Linked DNA regions of Sus scrofa: all the other regions are linked to region 1. The links are chromatin contacts, called in public Hi-C and promoter capture Hi-C maps. All regions are on one chromosome and are shown on one strand. The core of a region is the stretch at or near the end of the contact, and the rest is flanking DNA. Distances in the headings are between cores, read along the strand shown.

The links. Promoter capture Hi-C pulls out the DNA fragments that hold promoters and counts their contacts. Hi-C and Micro-C count contacts between places; a contact is called where the count stands out from the background.
Region 2: a contact with region 1 is called in a promoter capture Hi-C map of fetal liver, with 2.5 times the contacts expected there. The contact joins the promoter of FMNL3 here to the promoter of DNAJC22 in region 1. A contact is called at or near these places in 1 of 5 promoter capture datasets (fetal liver) and 2 of 47 Hi-C or Micro-C datasets (embryonic fibroblasts and mesenteric adipose tissue).
Region 3: a Hi-C map of liver shows a contact between it and region 1, with 7 times the contacts expected there. The contact joins the enhancer-like site here to the promoter of DNAJC22 in region 1. A contact is called at or near these places in 1 of 5 promoter capture datasets (fetal liver) and 3 of 47 Hi-C or Micro-C datasets (embryonic fibroblasts, liver and undifferentiated spermatogonia).

What each region holds. Positions count from the first base shown.
Region 1 is chr5:15,321,144-15,323,843 of Sscrofa11.1, reverse strand. DNAJC22 (dnaJ homolog subfamily C member 22) reads right to left here and starts at 1,355. Exons shown (of 4, transcript XM_005655559.3): 1 at 925-1,355; 2 at 1-150. The coding sequence starts at 33.
Region 2 is chr5:15,644,786-15,647,485 of Sscrofa11.1, reverse strand. FMNL3 (formin-like protein 3) reads left to right here and starts at 1,437. Exons shown (of 25, transcript XM_021091615.1): 1 at 1,437-1,811. The coding sequence starts at 1,686.
Region 3 is chr5:15,698,144-15,700,843 of Sscrofa11.1, reverse strand. No RefSeq gene overlaps it. Among named protein-coding and RNA genes, the nearest start is that of TMBIM6, 25 kb to the right of the region's middle. Within about 2 kb of position 1,308, at least 15 of the 83 cell types and tissues checked have an H3K27ac peak or open chromatin away from gene starts, as enhancers often do. A contact at or near this core is called in fetal liver and liver, where this site is marked.

The DNA of each region.
Region 1 (2,700 bases), core at 106-2,605:
AAGGGCATAGGTCATCAGGAGCCCCTTGGCCATCCTTTAGGAAAAAGTTCTCAGAACAAGTCCAGTGGCACCTGCCATTGCTTGGAATGCAGAAATCCGGGATCCACTGTGAGAATCATGGCAGTCATGGCCCCAAAGTTATCCTTGGACCTTAAGTCATGGAAAAAAGCGGTCATAAGATTATATCCAGGTCCCAACAGAGTAACCATTTTTCCTTCCAATACTAATCTTCCTGAATGTCCCTGAAATTGTGGTTCTCCCATACCCTCCGTCTAGAACCTCATCTCTGCTTTTCACAACCACAGTGACTCCAAATTTAAGGGGGAGGAATGTTTTAAATGCTTTCAGCTGAGTAACCAAGAACTCAGTACATGGACAAAAAAAGCAGAAGTTTAACTTTCAGACCTCTCCTCAGACCACTGACCTCCTGGAAAGACACATGGGTTGGGGGGCGGAGTGAATAGGAGTGAATACAATGTCCTTCGAAAGTTCCTACACGTTTTATTTTTAGGGCCACACCTCAGCATATGCAAGTTCCCAGGCTAGGGGTCAAATCAGAGCTACAGCTGCCATGGAACCTCCATGTGCCACAGGTGCGGCCCTAAAAAGACCAAAAAAATAAAAGGGCTACAGCTGCCAACCTACACCACAGACTGATCCTTTAACCCACTGATCTTCAGTTCCTACACATTTTTAAAGTCCCCTGCTACACACCCTTCGCCGCAGGCTTCTCCACTCTTGAGAGGGCTGCCTTCAGTTGGCAGAGGTTTTAGCCCCTTTCCAGTCTCCCATCTCTCCAGAAGAGGAAATCTTCCCACAAGCCAAAGTTGCAAGAGGTTCTGAATTCCCTCCAGCTCTGGAAAACTACATTTTGACCTTAGACCCTGGCACCCTACAATTCGTCCACCTCCTTCCAGAACAGACCTGAGTCTCTCAGAAGCCGCAGCGACCAGACGAACCCCCAGAATATCAAACCAGATGCCAAAGTGTGCCTGCCAGTGTCTCTCCTCTACACAGAATGGGGGCACGCCCACGAGCCACCACCTGCTGGTCCCAGGGTGAGCAGCCATACCTGGGTGCCTCCGCTCCCGGACCCCAGTAGATCGGTCATTCCCTTTGACCCCAGAGTCAAAATGGCCCCTCTCTCTCCGCTCCGATTCCATCCAAATGGACTTTGTCTTTCTGTGTTTGCCGTGTCACGGAAGTCGGGCCGTCCTGGCCAGGCCCCTCCCCAAGGCCCTCCCGGCCCGGGTAGGGATCACCTTTCAAGGTAGGGCTCGTCTAAGGTTTTCCGCTGCGTATTCAGCCTCCCCAAGCTCAACCTGGCTTGCATGGCGCCCACTCCAGGCCGAGTGCACCTGCACCGCGACACCACAACCACCAGGTGGCGCTGCCGCTTGCGCGCTGACCGTGACGGGCGGGTCTCCAGGCTCACCTTGGCCCAACTGCCCCAGCAAGGAAGCCCCGGTTGGGCCATTATAAACGCACAGACCAGCGCTTGATCGCTCTCATTCACTCCCACCAATAGGTATGTGACTCCTCCCTCACCTCAGGCTACACTCCCTTCTCCGTACTCCACTGCCCCGGTGCCTTGGATGGCTCCACTTCCAATTCCTCTAAGGCTGTCTGTAGAGACGGACTGTCCGGTGGAATTAGCCTCCCTGCCCTGCCTCCAGGCCTGTCAGTCGGGGGCGCTACATTTAGATCTGAACCTGAGACCCGAGGAGCCTCCCCATCCCTCAGGAACACCAAATCCTCTGTATTTCCCTGACTTTGGCGAAAGGGAGTTCCGGGAGAAAAAGGGGTGGGAATGACGGTCTCCCCACCAGAACAGCCTGCGTCCTCCTGCCTCGATGCTGAGATGGAAGGGGGACGCAAGTGCCTTCATTTCAGTGTCGTGGTCTCCAGTCCTGCTAGGTGACCTTGGCCAAGTCTTGCTATTTGTTGGGCCTGTTTCCTCCTCTGTAAAGGAAACGCGGGGATCTCCCAGGTCCCCCAGATTTGACCTGGGGGTAGAGTGGGTTTGGAAGGCCTCCCTGCAGTCGACAGACAGTTTCTGTTCCCTCCACATTCCCAGCCCCCTCAGTCTTTATCCCGGCCTGGGGAGGGAATGCGGCTTCGCATATTGCCCCCTAGGGCTCACTGAGGGGCCAGGGCTGTGAGGGACCCCGGAACGACGCCGGAGCCGCCAGCTGGGGGGCGGGGGCCGAAGGGGCGTTGAATAATGAATGAGACTTAATTGGGCCGCCAGTGCGCGGCGGCGCGCTAAGCTCGGCAAACAGCTCGCGCGGCAGCAGCCGCCGCTGGACAAACAAACTAGCTCTGGGCGCAGGGAGAGGGGTTGGAGAGGCAGCGGCGGGAGGGGGAGGGAAGAGGGCAGGCCGCCTGGGCCCCGGGGCTGCCGCGAGCCGCTAGAAGAACCCCTGGGTGCTGGGCTGCTCCGGCCTCCCAGCGAGTGGGGGCCGGGAAGGGGGCTAAGGGCTCGATCTCAGGAAGCCTGGACACGGGTGGTAGAGAAGCGCGTTGTGAGGTGCGAGCCAGGGCCCCAAGGGCGATTGAGCGCGAGAAAAAGATGGAGAAACAAGTGGGGGGGCGGAGGAGAGAGGGAGAAGTGAGAGAGGAAAAGGCGCCCCGGGGAGGGGGCTGCGGCGGGGCAGGGGCGGGAGAAGAGCCGTTACCGAGAGGAAAGGGAAGAGCGAT
Region 2 (2,700 bases), core at 188-2,687, 320 kb before region 1:
CAGGCATAATTGGATTCAGGTTCTTGGTATGGTGTTGTTCTGTTTTCCTTTTGACCACACTTGCAGCATGTGGAAGTTCCTGGGCCAGGGACTGAACCTGCACCATAACAATGACCCCAGTCACTGCAGTGACAGTGCCAGATCCTTAATCCACTGCATCACAAGGGAACTCCTTAGCATTTGCTTTCCTCTGCATTGGCTTCATTCTCAAGCAAGCTTGAAGTGTTATGGGTGATGGTATGGGAAGAGATTGCCTCTTTTTTTTTTTTAAGTCTTTTTAGGGCCACACCTGAGGCACATCGAGGTTCCCAGGCTAGAGATTGAATCAGAGCTACAGCTGCTGGCCTAAACAACAGCCACAGCAACGCCAGATCTGAACCACCTCTTCAACCTATACCACAGCTCAAGGCAACACCAGATCCTTAATCTACAGGGCAAGTCCAAGGATCGAACCTGCGTCCTCATGGATGCTAGCCAGATTTGTTTCCACTGAGTCACGATGGGAACTCCAAGAGAATGTCTCTTTCTTGATTATTCCAGTGAAAGCCTTAGAAATGAGTTTTATATTCTGGCTTAAGTCAACTGTCAATTCCTAAAACAGTCTCCAAAGGTAGAGGAAGAAAATGCTTTGATTCGCCAGGCCTGGGTCATGGGACCTCCTGGAATGGAGGTGAAGTTCAGCTCTACATGGACTGAGGACAGGCGAACGTAGTTCCCTAAAAGGAGACGGGATGTTATCGCTTGAGGAAGAGGTATGCAGGGTGGCAGAAACAACAGAAGGCCATCACATCATAAATGACGACCCTCCCAATAGACCTAGCCCAGAGCAGCATCCTTCTCCTGCCTCACCATTTTCACATTCAAGCAGATCAACGTTTGAACGTCGGTAAGGTCCTCTCCTAAATCCTTTTCACCTGTCTCAGGCAGTTAAGGTAGTCCCCATTCCTAAATGCCCGATTCAAATTCTCCCTCTTACCGTGACTCTAACAGGTGTGGTCTCTCTCCCACTTCTGAGTATCCTAGACGTTTCTACTTCTCTTGCAGTTATCTGTTCACTCGGTGCCCTGTATCTTATTTATTTGTATATATTATGAGCTATTATGGTAAAGGGCCGTTTCCCAGGGACCAACCCAACACCTCACGCCCTCAGCAACTGCGATGATTAGATACGCACCAGGGCCGCCAGGGCGCGCCAAGCGCCAGGCGCGAGGCCACCGCGGTGCTGGAGGCACTGTGATTGGCAGTTGAGGCCGTCAATCGGACTCAGGAGGGGGCGGGGCGAGGCGGGCTGCCCGGGAGGCCCGTGGGCGAGAGGCGGGGCCTGCATGAATGGGGCGCGCGGCTGCAGTCGGCGCTCGGGGGGAAGCCGGAGTCCCGGCCGGGAGTGGGTGGGAGGAAGCGAAGTAGGGGGGGAAGGGAAAGAGCGCGGGGGGCGGGGAGGGGCAGCGCCGGGGCGGCGCGCTGAGAGCGGCGAGGCGGCGGGTTTTAGCTGGAGCCGGTCGCTTCGGTGCCGCTGTCCGCTCCGGGTCTTGCCGGACCCTAAGGAGCCCCTCAGCCCCCGACCCGGCCGAGGAGTCGGGACTAGGGTAGCCGGCCCTGAGGGAGGAGCCGAGTCCGACAGGCCCAGCCCAAGACCCCCGGGCTTGGAGGTGGGGGGCTGAGGCCCCCGAGGGGGCCCCGCAGCGATGGGCAACCTGGAGAGCACCGAGGGGAGCCCGGGCGAGCCGCCCTCTGTCTCGCTGCTGCCGCCGACCGGCAAGATGCCGATGCCTGAGCCCTGTGAGCTGGAGGAGAGGTTCGCCTTGGTGCTGGTAAGAGCCGAGCCTAGTCCCTTCCCCCTCCTACCGCCCCCCCCCCCCCAGGTCCCAGCGCCTCAGGTGGGACTTTGCCCGAGTCCCTTGGTCCGGTCCACCTCTTCAGTCAGGGCCTTGGACAGACCTCGGCCCCCAGCGCCTTCCCGGGAACCTCTGAGCAGCCCCATCAGGGACCTCCCGACCGACCGCCTCAACCGCTGGACGCTTAAGAGGAGGGGTCCCCAGCCCGGGACCGCCCCGGGACCCAGACTTCTTCCTCGCCCCTCCCCCTTCTGCCGCCCTTCTCGCTCCCCCCCCCCCCCGCCCCACTTCCCTGACAGTCTCCCCAGGTCCTTAGAATTCTCACTCCTAAGCCTCTGGCTGGTGCGGGGGGAATTCAGAAGCGCAGGGCCGGCCCACTCCTCAGCCTAAGTCTGCGTTCTCTGACTGGGGAGACCACCTCTGATGTTAACATGGAGACTTTCCAGGGAGTGGGTCCTACTCCCAGCCGGGACCAGATGTTTGGGGGAGAGGGGGGTGGGTAGGGAATGGAGGGGAGCTGGCAGCTCTTGAAGAGGGTGGAATAAAGAGTGCTGCCATTCCTCTTATTTTCAGAACGGCCTGCAGGCATCCTGCAAAGTTACAGTGGGTTTGCCTAAAAGGCCTGAACATGTGGATAAGCCATTTCACTAGTGTATTTTTCCAATTGAAACAATACACGAACCATCCTGCCTCCCCCGCCTCCCCACTTTTTATGTTAAGCCCTAGCGACTGGGTTTGGTTTTTGGGGCTGTACTTTTTTTAGTCTTTCTGTAGGTTCCTAAGTGATCTGTATGGATGAGTTTTTAGAGCTGACTTTGGGATTCTTTGGTGTGGGAATTGGACATTGATGTCAGTGGCTCTGTGG
Region 3 (2,700 bases), core at 59-2,558, 380 kb before region 1:
CAAAGTCTCCTAAAGCTAGTTCTGATTTTCTAAGTTATCCAATGTCAGCTATTTTTTTGTCTCTCTAATTTGCCTAATTTTCAAGCTAGAGCTAACTTGAACGTTATGGTGAACAGCTATAATTTTTGATTGCCCATAGTCACACTTTATTTGGAGAACTGTCCCTTGATACTTTTTTTTCTTTTTTTTTTTATTACTCAAATGAATTTATCACATCTGTAGTTGTATAATGATCATTCACAGGATTTCTATCCCATAACCCAAGCACATTTCCCCACCCCCCAAACTATCTCCTCTGGAGACCATAAGTTTTTCAATGTCTGTGAGTCAGCATCGGTTCTGCAAAGAAGTTCCTTGTGTCCTTTTTTCAGATTCCACATGTCAGTGAAAGCATTTGATGTTGGTGTCTCATTGTATGGCTGACTTCACTTGGTATGATAATTTCTAGGTCCATCCATGTTGCTAAAAATGCTGGCATTTCATTCATTTTAATGGCTGAGTAATATTCCAGTGTGTATATGTACCACATCCTGATCCACTCCTCTGTCGATGGATATTTAGGTTGTTGTTTCCAAGTCTTGGCTATTGTAAATAGTGCTGCAATGAACATCAGAGTACATGTGCCTTTGCAAGTTGTGGTTTTCTCTGGATAGATGCCTAGGGTGGGATTGCTGGATCAAGTGGTAGTTCTATGTTTAGCTTTCTGAGGAATCTCCATACTGTTTTCCACAGTGGTTGCACCAATTTACAATCCCACCAACAGTGTAATAGGATTCCTTTTTCTCCACACCCTCTCCAGTCCTTATTGTTTGTAGACTTTTTGATGATGGCCATTCTGGCTGGTGTAAGGTAATAATGAGTAATGACTATCTGTAAAAAGGTTACCACACCAAAAAGCTCTAAAAATGAAGACAGAGAACTATAACTCAGATGAGGGAGAAAGGAAAAACCCCAGAAAACCAGCTAAAGTGATGAGATTCTCAGCCTCCAGGAAAAAGACTTTAGACTGTTGATGCTAAAAGCTGCAAATTTTAAATCAACTATGCTTCAATAAAACTTTAAAAATGGGGAAAATAATAGTTAACCACGAAGACAATAAATAATAGTACTAAAAATGCCGCAAATTTATGTTTGCTGCATGTGTTCTTTTGCGATTCTTCATACTTAAAAAATCATTTCCTACGGAACAATTGGAAAATGTATGGCCACCAGGTGGCGCAATGGCGGCAGCGCCCACGTGAGAGGTTTGCAGGCGTGAACTGCCACCCTGTGGCGAGAGTAGGAGATGCAGGGTGCCCTGCTTTCACCGTTACTGACCAACACACGGAATCCCGGCTACTCTTTCCCCACACCCACCCCACACATTGCACAGAGAACGTGAACGTGGACTTGGACCGATATAAACTCTTTTCTGTCGGAGTCTGTTACCCCTGGAACCTCCCCTGCCAGTCGGGCCCCCAGCCGGGCCTCGTGGTGGCCACTTTTCCCGCAATAAGGTAGGTAGCGTTGGCAAGGGAGCAGAAGGGGCTCTGGGCCTGGTTTGCCTCTCCCTGCCCCTTCTGAAATCAGGACCCTTGGCAGAGGCCCTTCCTCCCCACGCCATGCCTCCTCCTCATTCCTTCATTCTCATCCACCCATACTTGTTTATACAACAAACATTCATTGGGCACCTAGCAGGTGTGAAGCTTCAAGCTAGATCAGGGACCGGAGACGAACGGGGCATGTCCCAGCCCTTGGGTCTCACAGTTCTACTGGGTGATGCCAGTCACCGGGTGATCTGTCATAGGAGAACGTGGGCAGTGCTATGATGGCGGGTGCCCCAATGCCATGGGGGCCCCCGGAAGGGGCTCTCACCCAGTTTGGAGGGCTCAGAGGATTCCTAGAAGAGGTGGTATCAAAACTAAGACCTGGAGTTCCCGTAGTGGCGCAGTAGTTAACGAATCCGACTAGGAACCATGAGGTTGCGGGTTTGGTCCCTGCCCTTGCTCAGTGGGTTAACGATCCGGCGTTGCTGTGAGCTGTGGTGTAGGTTGCAGACGCGGCTCGGATCCTGCATTGCTGTGGCTCTGGTGTAGGCCGGTGGCCACGGCTCCGATTCGACCCCTAGCCTGGGAACCTCCATATGCCGCGGGAGCGGCCCAAGAAATAGCAAAAAAAAAGACAAAAAAAAAGACAAAAAAAAAAAAAAAAAAAAACTAAGACCTGCAGTGGAGTTCACTTGTGGCACAGCGGGTTAATCATCCAGTGTTGTCATTGCAGAGGCTCAGGTCACTGCTGTGGTATGGGTATGGGTTCGATAGCAGGCCTGGGAATTTCCACATGCCATGGGTGTACCAAAAAAAGGGAGTGGGGTCGTTCCCACTGTGGCTCAGCTGGTTAAGAGCCAGACTGGTATCCATGAGATGCAAGTTCAATCCCTGGCCTCACTCAGTTGGTAAGGATCCTCCATCCCTGTGGCTGTGGTGAAGGCCTGCAGCTGCAGTTCCGATTTGACCCCTAGCCTGGGAATTTCCATGTGCCGCAGGTGAGGCCCTAAAAAAAGATAAATACATAAATAAATAAAACAAAAAATTAAGAGCTGCCGTGTACAGTGAGTCAGGCAAAGTGTGTGGAGGTGAGTGTTCTAGGCATAAAATTAAAAATACCAAGACCTAGCAGTGAGAGATCAAATGGAACATTCTAGCATAAAGACGAGTTTGT